Regions from separate parts of the Mus musculus genome. Here region 1 is linked to region 2. The links are chromatin contacts, called in public HiChIP or PLAC-seq maps. All regions are on one chromosome and are shown on one strand. Each heading gives the region's core, a stretch centred on a gene start, on an enhancer-like site or on the middle of the called end of the contact. The rest is flanking DNA. Distances are from core to core; before and after follow the strand shown. Region 1 has its middle 68 kb from the start of Gm26128. Region 2 overlaps Myocd (myocardin).

Region 1 (6,816 bases), core at 3,751-6,250, 350 kb after region 2:
GGTGCCATGGAACAGACCGTTCCTTCCAACTCTGAGGTTGCCTGGCTTTGATGACACCTTGGTCTCGATGTCTCCCTCCCAAACACCAGCCTAAAAAGCTTCTCTTGTGTGCTTCATTCTGAGAAATGGATTCTGGGAAATAGGAAATCTTAAAGGTCAGATGCAAATTGGTGGGAAAGGTAGCAACCTGGAGGAATGAAGTGGTGGCAGCGGTGTGGGGTGCGGAGGGTGTGAGGGAAAAGGATGAAGTGGTGATAGCTACAGCGGGCAAGGATGAGCTGTGTAAAGTATGTACAAAGTCCCTTCTCCTGTTCTTTAACCATAAGCCCTCTTTTTATGTGAGTTCTGGGAAGTGAACTCTGGCTGTCAGCCTTGCCTGGCTAGAACACTTACCTGCTGAGCCCAGCCCCAATGTACGTAGATTGAATGGCAATTTGGGATCTTATGGCCTCCATTTTTTTCAGATAGGCAGGACTAGCCAGGTAGCTTCAGCATCCTGTTGCAAAATAAAAGAGCATGGTTGTCTTCGTCTATGTGACGCTGCTATACCAAATCACCAAGACTGGGTGGCTTAAAAGGAATAGATTGAAGGGTCCCCCGAGTGAATATGAGTTGGCACAAGAAAGGGGAGTAGAAGGTGAGTATAATCAAAAGACATATACATATGAGAAATTGTTGAAGAATAAATAAAAATTTGCTTTTTAAAAATGAAAGTGTATTGCGTTTATGGTGCCCATGTTTCCTTGGCATCAGGTAACAGCCCTCAGGCTACACTACAGCAAGGACGAGGGCCTCACATGTGGAGACAGCCTCTGATGCTATGTTGGAGACCCCAGATCATCACCTCATCTTACCTTAACCAACCTACCTCCCAAGACTTCTGGTCTTGGACTTAAAAGATTAAGTTTCCAAAACAATAATTTCACAGGGATACATCTAAAGCATTGTGGGAATCCTCTCTAATACGATGCTCAAGGTGGTGACTGGAGAAAGCCACATGAAGCTTAGTGTAGGTCATCCGGACCTCCCTGGACTTACTACAGACTTACTGTGCTGGCTCCTCCTAAGCAAGAGCAAGGCCACCCCACGTGCCTGGAACACTTCCTTGCAGATTCTTTCACACACGATGTATCTTTTGTGATTTTGTTTTGCATTAAACTCTTGCATCAATCTGGAGTTCATTTGCTTTGTGTTCTGATGTCAATTAATTAAAAAAATTTAAGGAGAGCCACATAAATGTCCTGACATCTCTCCCGCCTCCGAAAATGTGAAATAGACCAGATTCTCCACTGTGGTCTTGCCAATCTGTCTGTTCAGATGCTCATCCCATACCGTACGTACTTACCGCATTCTTAGAAACCCACTAAAGGTTGGCCTTACGTGTGTGTCCCTTCCTCCGTGTTCTTGACTATCTGCTCTGATTTGTCCCTTGACTCTTTACTGTCAATCTCTAAAGTCACTTATTTAATAGGGACGATTCCTCCAGAGCACAGGCTATGGTGGCCAGGACTCATGATGTCATTTTGATCTGGAGATGGTTCTTAGACACAGACAGAGCCAATAGCTGGTTGTATCTTGTCATGAACCCTCAATGAGGTGACTCTGCTCCTGCAAATTCAGTCTGTAGCTCTCCTGGGAGCATACTCCAGGTGCATCACAACGCCCCCCTTGGACCATTTCAGTTTCAGCTTTTCATGGCTTTTGACTCATTCTCCATTTCTCTTACTCTTGGCTCCTCACAAGCCTCCACTATTTTGCACCTCAGAATTTAATGGCAGGTTTTATAACTTTGACACCTATGTGAAAGTGACCCTGCACTTAGGGCAAGCCATTCTACTTAATGGTATTTAATTAGCATTCCCCCCTTTCTCAGGTTACCTCAAGCTCCATTATTACAATGTGGAAGGGTGACAGAACATTTCTATGGTGACAGAACAGAGACAGTCATAAATCAAGGCTTTAATAAAATACATTAGTGGAAATATATGTGCAGCAGCTTACAACAAGATGGGGAGAATCTCAGCCACAGGCTTTGAATTCTGTCTGATAATACCCTTAGCCCTTTGACTGGTGGAAAACTAGGGCAATGTTAATATATTCCAGAAATTGTTCTATTTTTCTGGATGTTACATTTGCTAGTAACAGAATAGAAAGTCAGACACAGAGAAGGTGCAGGAAATGGTTAATGCTCACCCAAGGTAATTAGGCTCTAGGTCTGCAACACTCCATCACTCAGCGTCTGCAGACACAGCTTCTTGTCAGGAATTCTCCTTCACATGAGCAAGTAGACAACGTGGAAGCGTGGAAGATGGAGACATGTTCTCAGAGAACTTCTAACCTCACTCAGGAGAAGCCGTATCCTGTAAACTACACTAAGGGGGAACAAGGCCTTGAGTTGATGAAGGATCCTGTTCACAAGCCTTCATAGAAGCTTGAAGAGGAACACATTGCCCCGGGGTGGAAAAAGGCTTACCTCAGCTCCACCATGAAAGTTGGATGGTCTGTGCCTACAGAGAGAGTTAGACAGAGAGGTTGCCTTAGAAAATTCTGAACAAAGACTAGCACAGCCCCTCTCTATCCATAGATAGACTCCAGGACACATGCTGCCATAAATACCAAAATCCAGAGGTGCTTTCATAGAAGGTGCCATAATGTTTGTATATCATCTATACTTTAAATTATCTACAAAGGACTTCTAACAAGGAGTAAGGTATGTAGATGGTTGCTATTCTATATTGTTTAAGGAATAATAATATTAAGAAGGAATAAGTCTGTATATGTTCAGTATAGATGGTACTGTTTCTCCAATGTTTACACCCTACAACAGGTTGGATCCATGAATTTGGGCTCCCAGATTTGAAGCGCCAGCTACGAGTGTGTGTGCAAGCCAAGTGAGGGAGTTCAATATCCAGTGGCGCTAGGTGATCATGGTCCAGATCTGCATCTAGACTGCATGGGCTTCGAGCATAAGCTCTATCCATGAAAGTCAGAGCATCTCCATGGGGAAAGTGAGGAGGAGACAGACTTGTCTCAAGGTGAATGTAGGCATGGTGCATACACTGGATGGTGGTGCAAAAGCTTAGTGCTCAGTATCAGTGTCCACAGGCTACTTAGGCAATATGGATCTGACTATGAATACTGACATCATCTTGGTAAGTAGAAGAATGGAGACCAAAGATAATGGCACTACTAGGTGTGTTACTATTGAAACTGTATCCTCATCGTGTTTAGATTAGAAACCCTCAGGTCTGTGATCTAGAAGGAAATAAATGACCATTTAATAGGTTTATTGTTGTTGTAGTTTTATTTACAAAATCACACACAGTGGGTTAGAAACTAGGTTTCTGTGCTTGTAAACTTTAGTGTCTAATTTGTCGTCTCCCTTTCCAGAATGAAGGCAAAACATTGAAAAAGAAGCTATAGTTTTATGTCGTTTGTCCCAGAGAAAGTTTATTTGCCTTCCCAGCTTTTCCATATCCATCATCAAAACCATAAGGGTAAACCTCTCTGGAACAATTACCCCCCTTCCATCCCCTTCTCCTTCCTAATGTGGGGATGAGGTTTGCATCCTGGTTCCATCCAAGAGCACCAGCCACAGCCTGCAGCCTCCTGTGGGGAGTCTGGCTTTGATTATTTGGAGACAAAAATAATCTCAGCTTGAAGAGAGATCCCAATCACAACTTTCTAAATAATAGACACCAAAATATCCAATACTCTAAATAGACAAACTCAACCCCTGTTCCTTCTGCAAGAGGCAATGGACAGACGTCACAAAGGGCTGTGGCGCCAAGAACGCATTATACTTCCCAGATGCACAGGCTGACACACTAAGCAAAATATGTATGAAATTTCTCTGGAAGAGTCGAGGAAAACAACAGTCCCTCCCATCCCCCACCAAAGTTAACTGAAGTAGCTTTGCTCAGAGCAGCCAGAGAGGAGACCTGGGTACCATGATGCAGATGCTATGAGGGACTTATTCTTATCTTCAGTGTCTTTTCCTAACTCTCTAAGTTTTTCCTTTATTCCAAAAGCCACCTAAACATGGGAACTCCTTTAAAAGATGGCAATACCATCATCAATTAGGTTAATGACAAGGCTGTAAAATTCTTTCTGACTCCCACCATAGGTACAAGGAACTCTTATTCTGTACAGAACCTAAGCAGACCAAGTCAAGGCCACACCTAGCCACTCTTAAAACAGACACACGACACACACACACACACACACACACACACACACACACACACACACACACACACTACCAGTAATGGATACCCAATAACTTTATAGATGTCAGTTTCAAGAGGAACAGAAGATGAGCTCAAAGGTATTTTCACAGAGGTTTATTGGGAGCTGAGAAGGTGGCTTGGTTAATGAAGTTCATTATGAAGTTCATCATAGCTGTATGAATATGAGCGCCTGGGTTAGATCCTCAGCACCGGTGTGAAAAGGCTATTCACAACAGTGTGCACCTGTGCTTCTAGCACTGGGTAGGTAGAAACAGGGGGGTCCCTAGGGCTCCATGGCCAGGCAGTTTAGCCTAGTTGGTGAGCCCCAGGTTCAGTGAAAGTCTCTGCTTCAAAAACTGAGGTAGAGATCAATTAAGGAAGATGCTCCACATCGAACTTAAGACTCCACACATATGCATAACACATGTGTACCCACATATGCATGTCTATGAATACATACACACACAAGCACACACACACCATAAATAAAAATAAAAATAAAAATTTAGAGATTTATCTATAACTAGCCACCCCAGCTCAGGCTGACTTCCTAACTGCTGCCGTTGAATGGGGGCAAGTATGAAGTATAGTTGGTTTGACTCACCCTTGGAAATCCTCAAAAGCATAGCTTGTCTAAGTTGTCTTTCATACAGGTCTTGTACTTACTAAGTAATCGAATGGCATTCTGGGTAGAAAGAGGACCCAGTGTTAAGCAAGGGGAATTCCCAAGGAGGTGGCTTCTGCTGTTTTTCTCCAAAAGACCTACACTGGGCTCTCAAGGAAAGGGAGGCATTTTTAGGAGCCTTCTGGTTGGCTGCTTGCTTAGTTTCTATAGGAGGTTGACAGTTAGCACAGAAACTTTTTTTTTAAACCTGACCACAGTAAAAACAAGTGCAATTAGCAGAGAGAAATCCATCGTCTTGTGTGGGACTGCCTTGTTATATGGCTTTCCCTCTCATTTCTGAGAAGTGTCCTGGGACACGGGCTTGGGAGTTTCCCCTTGTATTGTTGTTGGGTTTTTTGCTTTGTTTTTTATCTTTGATTTGGGGTTGTGCCATTGTTGTTGTTAAGCCTTCCTCTCTCCCTTTTTAGCACTCTGCCCTGTGCATCCCTGCCATCTGACAGGTCACCCATGCTGGGAAAGGCAATCTGCTGAAGATTTCGGACAATAGAACTCTACCATTTTAGGGAGCGGCATTTCTCCTCACTCTGCATTCACACAGCAGGGTCTGCCCAGCCAGCCTCACGGCAGGGAACACCTACACACAACTCTGAAATGCCACGCGTTAAATCGATAAACTAGTCAACAAATGACTATAATTCCATCAAAGAGGTGCCCCATTTTTATGAGTAGAAACATGAAGAATACACATCCAATATAGTCCCACTAGGAAATCCAACTTAAGACTAAACCCAAATAGAACATACTTTTCAGAAACAGAGTCTATCTGCCCACAACTGTACAAAATCAGCATGCAGACCCTTCTCCCTGCCATGACCTGATGGATGTTATGATTTTGGTTTTGTTTTGTGGTGAGTGGGGAAGAACATGAAGTTGGATGGATGGAGGGGTGCAAAGGATCTGGGAGGCGTTGAGGAGGAAAAACAATCAAAATATGTTGTATGAAAAAAATAATTTTTAGAAGTAGCAACTACTTTCCTTATTAATGAAAGCCCCAAGATCTATTTCTAGACAAAATTTCCAAAACTACAGTGAAATTTGGTAAATGTAAACTATTCCACTACTGTGAAGAATTAAAAAGACCTAAGGTAGAATAACTTTGTTACAAGGGGGGTGTGTATGTGTGTATGTGTGTATGTATGTATGTATGTATGTATGTATGTGTGTATGTATGTCTACATATTTTCCCTGTAGCTTTCTCAAAGATAACAAATGCATGCACTGTAAGAAAGAGGAATTTAGCAAAAATTTTCCTGTCAGATATAATCTATAGTCATATTTAAGCACAAGGAAATAGAATTAATGGCACTAAGTCTATGGTATCAGGAACCTACCATACTCCAGAAATGGTTTTATACCTCATGTCTGAAGACTTCAAGATTCTCTACTTTTAGCTGGGATACACTAGCTTATATCTCCCACACAGAGTCAACAAATCTTGTAAAGGAAAAAAAGTAACCTGTCAGGTTACTTTAAAGGAGTCAGAGAGATAAGAAGTAGCCAGGAGATGACTCAAGGTTACTCACAGATAGAAGTGAATCAAGGAACTGGCTACCTCATCAACATATGTGGGCTGAGGTTCTCAGAGGCAAATTTGTCAAAGAATGGGGCTGAGATGGTTTAAAATTTTTTATACTTAGTGTCCAACAATCAGCCAGAAAATGTCAGAGATATAAGGCTATAGGACCAGGAACCCAAGAAGAGGTAGTTATTAGAATCAAACTAATGATGATACACAAGTTGTCTTCTGTGACTTCTAGAACAACTGACACAAAGATGTTAGTGAAACAGGAAAAGGGCAGAAAGAAGAGGAGAGAGGTGACATCTGTGAGGAACATTTCAATAACATTTGTATAAAATACAACACTGGAAAATTGGAAGGAGACATTAATAGTTCAATCAGTG
Region 2 (6,453 bases), core at 2,610-5,109:
ATTCAGAAAGATAAATGCAAAATGAAGTTTTAAATAGATTGGACTGGGTATAGCATACTAATCAAGAGTTGGGGGTATAGCTCAGTGATAGTGCTGGCCTAGTATGTAGAAAGCCATGGGTTCAATTCCCAACACTGAAAATCATATTTTACTCCATCCCTCTCCCCTCCCCCCATGACTATCCTCATTTAAAAAAATAATTGTATAGTGTTCCATTGTATTAGTGGGAACACTTAAAATTAATACTTGTACTTTGAGGTATATGTGTATATGTGCATGCTAGGAATTGGAGATTAAATCTGGGTAGGGTCTTTGTGCATGCTAGGAAATTGTTCTACCATTAAACAATAACCCCAACCCATTCTTACACATTTTAGCACACACACACAAAATATCCGGTGCCAAATGGTTGTCCCTGGAAACATATACACAGACTACCACAGACAGCAGATTCTATGTGTATACATATTTGAATACAGTTAGTGAAAAAAGAGGTCATGGATTTGAAGGAGGCTGGGGAAGGGTTTGGAGGGAGGAAAAGGAAGAAAGAAATATAATTAAATGTCCTCAAAAATAAAATAAAAATAGGAAATGTTAAAAAAGTGCAGAGAATTACAGAAACCATTTATTAACCTAAATAAGTAAGCATTAGTAGTTTTTCATCATTGTGTCAGAAAACTGTTTTCCTTCGGTTAGAAAAACTCACTGGATAGGGGCCAACCTTTTCACTGAAACCCAGTGTCTCTCTTCTATCTCTTAGACTCTTCTCCCAAACACCCCCCTCCCCCATTCAGGAATCTGGAGTTAGTTCATACACTGTTTTCAGAACAATCTAAGCTCTGCGGTCTCTGCGAGTCAGGTTCCTACATCAAGTCTGACTTTGTACATTTTCCTTTCTCGGGAGAACTGACGCGTGAGACCTCCTAGAGAAGCTCCTCCTGGCTGTTTCCGAGAACGTATGGATATGTTGCCGACTCAGCCCATTCAAAAACATCATTGGAGTTTTAGTCACAAGTAATGCCTATATTTAGTTTTTATCCCTGTTGAAATCCACCTGGGAGACCACAGCATGCCTCTGAGGTCTGCTGGCTCACGCCCTGAGCCGATGCTGCACACCTGCATGTGATCCTACCAGCCCCTCAGGAGCACCGTATTCTCTGCCCACCAGAACACCCCGAGAAGCTCATTGTCTCATGCCTCTTCCCATTTCTTTCATGATGAAGGGATTGGGTCTTCTTTATGTGGTCTGATGTTTCATGTGACAAAGAGGTGTCCATAACTTAACTAGAATATGGCATCCCGAATGTGCAAAAATTAGGGAGAAATGAACTGAATTGTGAAATTGTCCCACATTCTAACATGTGGATAGGAATGTTAGAAGAATCAGGGAGAAAGAAGAAGAATGGTGGGTTTTTTGTTTTGTTTTGTTTTGTTTTTGTTTTTTTGTATCCTACAATGATGCAATTATGTGTAATGGAAGGAATAGAAGAGGAGGAGGAAGAAGAGAAGGAGCAGGAAGAGGAGGACAAAGGGAGCATGAGAGACAGAGAGACCGAGAGAGGGGGAGGGGGAGGGGGAAGAGGAAGGGAGAGGAGGGCGCAGATTTCTCTAACAGAGCCAACTAGAATAAAGCAGATTTGTGAGCTTTCAAACAGCCATGGGGAGCCAAGCATTTTCTCCACTCTGGCTGGTGAGGATATGGAAAGTTCTGTTTTCTACAACTGTTTCATGACAGAACTGGGAGTGGATTCCCAGCCTTTGGACCCCCAGAGTCACTTTACAGAAGAAGGTGGCTAAACCAACCACCCTCCCTGTTAGCCACGAAGCCCTTGGGAGGAGCCACTTGTTATTTAAGGGAGAATCATCAGCCTGCCTCGGTTGGAGGGTGGAGAACACACTAGGGAAGCAAAGGATCTGCCTCGGTACACATACACTGAAGATGCCCCCATTGACCTGACGCACTGCCCGCTGGCAAGTGGTGACCTCAAGCCAGGTCACTAGAATAAGGGAATAGATGGTATCAGCTTGCTGTCTATAGGTTCCACATTCTTGGCATTGACTAGGACCGACAAAATTGCTTCTGTTCTGAACATCTACAGGCGTTGTTTTTGCTATTACCCCCTTCCCCTTGCAGTACATATAGCATTACACAGTGTTTGTGTGGAATTAAGCATGGCAGCTAGTAGATAGGTGATTGACATAAAGGGAGAATGAGCGTGGATCATGTGCGAATAGTATTTCGTTTCACAGGAGGGACTCGAGAATCCCGAGCATGTCATCTGTGAGGGATCCTGGCACTAAGCCCCTGTGGGTATGGAGGAACAACTTTCTGTAATCAGTTCTATTTTTTCCCCTAAAGTCTGAAGGGAGCAGGTCCTCAGCTATTTCTTCCACTTGCACCTTTCACACTTCAAGAGGGGCAGAGGTGATCAGATAAGATATGGTAAAGAGGCTGAAAGTAGGGAGAGAGGTTGTGTGTGTATCTCCCTGGGATAATAAGAGAATCTGTCAAAGAAATGTGGCCTGGAGAGTGTCCACAGCAGTTAGACAGAAGAGCTGGTGATGTAAAGTTGTCTAAGAACTCCCGGAGAGGAGGGGGCTTGGGTGGAACCTGAAATGACTGTCAGCTATGGGCAGGACAACAGAAGGGTGCAGGGACTTGGATGGTGGTGGAGAGAGGAAGAGACACAAGAGGGACCGATAAACAGAATTGGTGTAGTGAGGGAAAGAAGAAACTCTACTAGCTAGAGGAGAGAATTATTCTAGAATCCACATCCTATACCATCAAACCTACCAACTCAGAGTTTCCCCGCTTAAGCCACAAGTCACAAGTACATGAAACAGAGCACTCAGAACTTGTTCACATCCACACAAAGGAGCAGGGTGAGTGCCACAGCCCCAGATGGTATGGATGTCTGGTACCCAGACAACATGATGTGGCCAGCTCAGATTCTGCCAACAGGTACATTTGAGGACCACTAAGGACTGTGCCATCATATGGGCCACCCCAGTTTCATCACCTTCAGGGTTGCAAGTTGTTTGGGTTTGTCACTCTCTGGGCAGAAGAGGAAGGGAGGGACAGGGAGCCTTCACACAGCAATTCTTCAGGCTTACAGAGGAATCCCTCAGAGCTGCCGCCGCCACCACCACCACCACCACCACCACCACCACCACCACCACCACCACCACCACCTACTTTCACAAGACGCTTAAGGCCCTCATGGGTTCTAGAGTTGGAAACACTTGGGGCACTTTTCTTTTCTTGGTTCTATTACTTCAGAGGGCCTCAGTTTCCCCCTCTGTAAAGTGGGAATAATGAATGGACCTACCACTCTAGGTTTCAGGAAATAATATCCCCACAGCACCGAGTCACGGCCTGACGTGAACTTTTCAGTCATGTCTAGCTATTCTGGTGGCTGATACTGTTTTTGTTTAGAAGCATCTGCCATTCTCAAGTTTACCATTATCAAAAACAAAAGGACCACCCCGGAAGCAGTTTATTTTGTGGTCAGCCTCTTAAAGGCCCAGTGCAACTCCACGGTGAGGAAACTCTTTTGTCCAGAGAGGCTCATTCTGGGAAAACAAGGAGTCAGCTTTCCTAGGGTAAGGAGAAACTTTGTTCAGGGCAGGCCACCCTCTTTGCTGGTTCAAGCCACGCTGCTGCAGAGAGGGACACAGGTCACCTTCTGGTCACCTTATCTGTGTCCCTGTGGAACATTCACATTGATTGCACTGCATTGTGACCCTGGGCCTCTGCTCCAATCTCCCACGACAAGAGGCTGGCTGGGAGCTGCTGGAGAGCAGAGTGCTGGCTATTGTCCCTCCAGACACGTCAGGCAGTGTGATGACAAGGACCTGCTCTGAGAAGCCCTGACATCATCCTCCGGCTATGCCCACAGGACTGGCTCTTGGCACTGCCCCCTTGGGACCTCAACTCCCCCATTCCCTGGAAGTGATTAGATGAATGAGTCAGCTGTACTTTCCTGTGTACGCACGTTTAACATTCCAAGATTAAATGAGATAATTGGAGGCCTAGTTACTCTCTCCCTAGAACCTGCACCCAGGGCTATGAAGGAAGGGTCGGGCGCAATGGGAGAGGGCACCGCCTGATGTTCTACCTCCAAGTTAGTGTCCTGAAGGGCAGGGGAGCTGTTTTTATTTGGGGACAGACTGACTGACCATCCCTAACATTCTTCAGAATGAAAATGAAGCAATATCTGTTTTCCAAGGGTGAGTGCCACAGGTCATTCACATAGATGTAGATGTTGTTTAATCTTGCCTGTTGTCAAGGAGACTTGATGAGATCCAACAATATACTATAGTCTATGGCCTGGTGGTTCCTCTACTTGAGAGAACTCAACTTCTCTCAAAGGACATCAGTAGTCTTCATTATAAAATGGATGTGAACTGGTACCCAGGGTTCCCTTTCCTCAGATCTGTGACACCTCAGAAACTCCTCTTGTGTCTCTTGACCAGATCTTCATAAATCAGAAGTGCTAGCTACTATGTATATGTATTACGTGTCAGTTCTAGAGGTCAAATACTAGAGTCAAAGAATATTATCCAGTATGAACATGATATACTCCCCTGGTCTCCTTCTTCCCTTATGGGACAGCCACTCAATGTCCCTGTGTCACCTGTCAATACCTCCTGCTACCCCACAGGGATCTTGCAAGATATCCTCAACTCCAACTGCCCATCTCTCAGCAGTACTGAGGTGGGTTCCGCAGGACTGATGGCATTCAGGTCACCAGGCAGCCCTGCAGAATCGGAGGGCCACTTTCTTCCCTCAGCACCCACCCTTTCTCCCCCAAATCTGCCAGCTCCCCCATTTTAGAATCCTACCCTACTTTTCCCAGAGTTTTTCTTCAGAAAAACATTTGACATACATGCCATGGTGGATTTCTTTCCCCTAAGGATCGTTTGTACTTTGGAAGTGATTTCTCATTGTGGAATGGTAGAATTTTGTCCGTGAGAAAGTAAGGCATGCCAAGGCAAACAACCCTACCATCTGGCACAGGGCCATTGTTATTGTATATCTGCCTTTAAAATGCATGATCAGTGTCAAAACTCCTTGGTCTCTGAACATGGACCGGGTTCTGAGTGAGCTGAAGAGGTTGATTTTGAGGTAAAGCCTGTGGGTCACAGACCAAGATATGTTGAATAAAGAGGCCTTCAGATACATGACAGCTGGAAATGGATGGCCTTGGTGGGTCACACATTGGTTTCTATATTTAAAGGTTATGGTGATAAAATGAATTTATTTTTGACAACAGAGCTACATATTCTAAAACACTGGTTGAATGGAAACTGAAGTGCTGACTTAGATGGAAAACCTGGTCCAGTCCAAAGACAAGGTTAGAAACCTTTCAGTTGTAGCTGGAGCTCAGGGTCCTCCCACTCTTTGAGGAATCCAGCTGGGTTTGGTTTGCCTCAAGCCAGGAGTCAAACCTATGGACAAAACCCTGCTTCCTCTGGAGCTAAGGGATACTGGCATCCTGTGAAGAAACTGTTTAATGATCATGTGATTAGAAACTATTTACATGTGAGAAGAACCCAGGGCTCTCAGTACTGAGGAACATCTGAGTAATAACGACCACTCATAAACATAACAAGGCCATTCTGCATTCTGTAGAGAAGTTATCAGTCCCATGAATATCATGTTGGTTATAAGCCATGTCCTGACATGATGAAGTTTTTCACAAAAGGATGATAGGCAACCAGATGTCCTCTGAGTGGTGGCCGCAAGAGCCTGAGCTTTGTCTTCCTGTACAGTATGCCATTCCAGAGAGATGAGAATGAGACCAGCTGGAGTCTCTAAAACCATATTCAGAGAAGACACTCACAAGTCAGGCAGGGGATCAGTAGCTGGCATCCAATAAGAAAGAAAAGTCTGTGGTAGGAAAAGCCCAGGCGGGAAGGCTCACTGTCAAAATGTCCTTGCTTGTGTTAAGAAAGGTTCTAGATCATTCTATCTTAGGCTTTGATTAATCCTGGAGGGAGGGAGACAACGTCCCAGTAGGCCTCTCAAGTCTGGGAGGAACATAGAAACACAGCTGGAGAGAGAACCACAATGTATAAACACAACTGGAACGGCACGTGCACGAAGAAGAGGAAATACACAGAGGCTGTGGGGCTGACAGAAAACACCACACAAGCTCATCCCCGCCTTGCCACAGAGGGAATGTGGTCCCCAGGAGTAATGGGCCAGAGAATGGCTGGGTCATCTCTGCTGCTGTGAGGGCTCTAGCTGCTGTTTCTACAGCTGGACTCCAGGCAGCCTTGTGATATTTCCTAGTGTATGGCCATTTGCTTGTGAGGCCCATAAGCTCAGAAGGGGGCACAGGGATGGAGGGACACGTGTTCTATTGTCTGCTGGCACCCACTTCTGGGATTTTCTTAAACTAAAACAAATATATCTGTAGCTGTCTTCTTCAGCTATCCCTTGTTTAT

The links. HiChIP or PLAC-seq counts read pairs in DNA pulled down with a chosen protein or histone mark.
Region 1: an H3K27ac HiChIP or PLAC-seq map of extraembryonic endoderm stem cells shows a contact between it and region 2, with 5 times the contacts expected there. The contact joins two enhancer-like sites. A contact is called at or near these places in 1 of 15 datasets of contacts at CTCF or cohesin (embryonic stem cells), 7 of 484 Hi-C or Micro-C datasets (the AML12 cell line, differentiating embryonic stem cells, embryonic fibroblasts and 1 more), 2 of 115 datasets of contacts at active chromatin or transcription factors (extraembryonic endoderm stem cells and trophoblast stem cells) and 2 of 9 other capture datasets (embryonic stem cells and embryonic trunk).

What each region holds. Positions count from the first base shown.
Region 1 is chr11:65,554,636-65,561,451 of GRCm38.p6, forward strand. No RefSeq gene overlaps it. Among named protein-coding and RNA genes, the nearest start is that of Gm26128, 68 kb to the right of the region's middle. Within about 2 kb of position 5,001, at least 1 of the 459 cell types and tissues checked has an H3K27ac peak or open chromatin away from gene starts, as enhancers often do. A contact at or near this core is called in extraembryonic endoderm stem cells, where this site is marked.
Region 2 is chr11:65,205,797-65,212,249 of GRCm38.p6, forward strand. All of the region lies in intron 5 of Myocd (myocardin), which reads right to left. Among named protein-coding and RNA genes, the nearest start is that of Arhgap44, 46 kb to the left of the region's middle. RefSeq lists an enhancer at 3,059-4,661. Within about 2 kb of position 3,860, at least 37 of the 459 cell types and tissues checked have an H3K27ac peak or open chromatin away from gene starts, as enhancers often do. A contact at or near this core is called in extraembryonic endoderm stem cells, where this site is marked.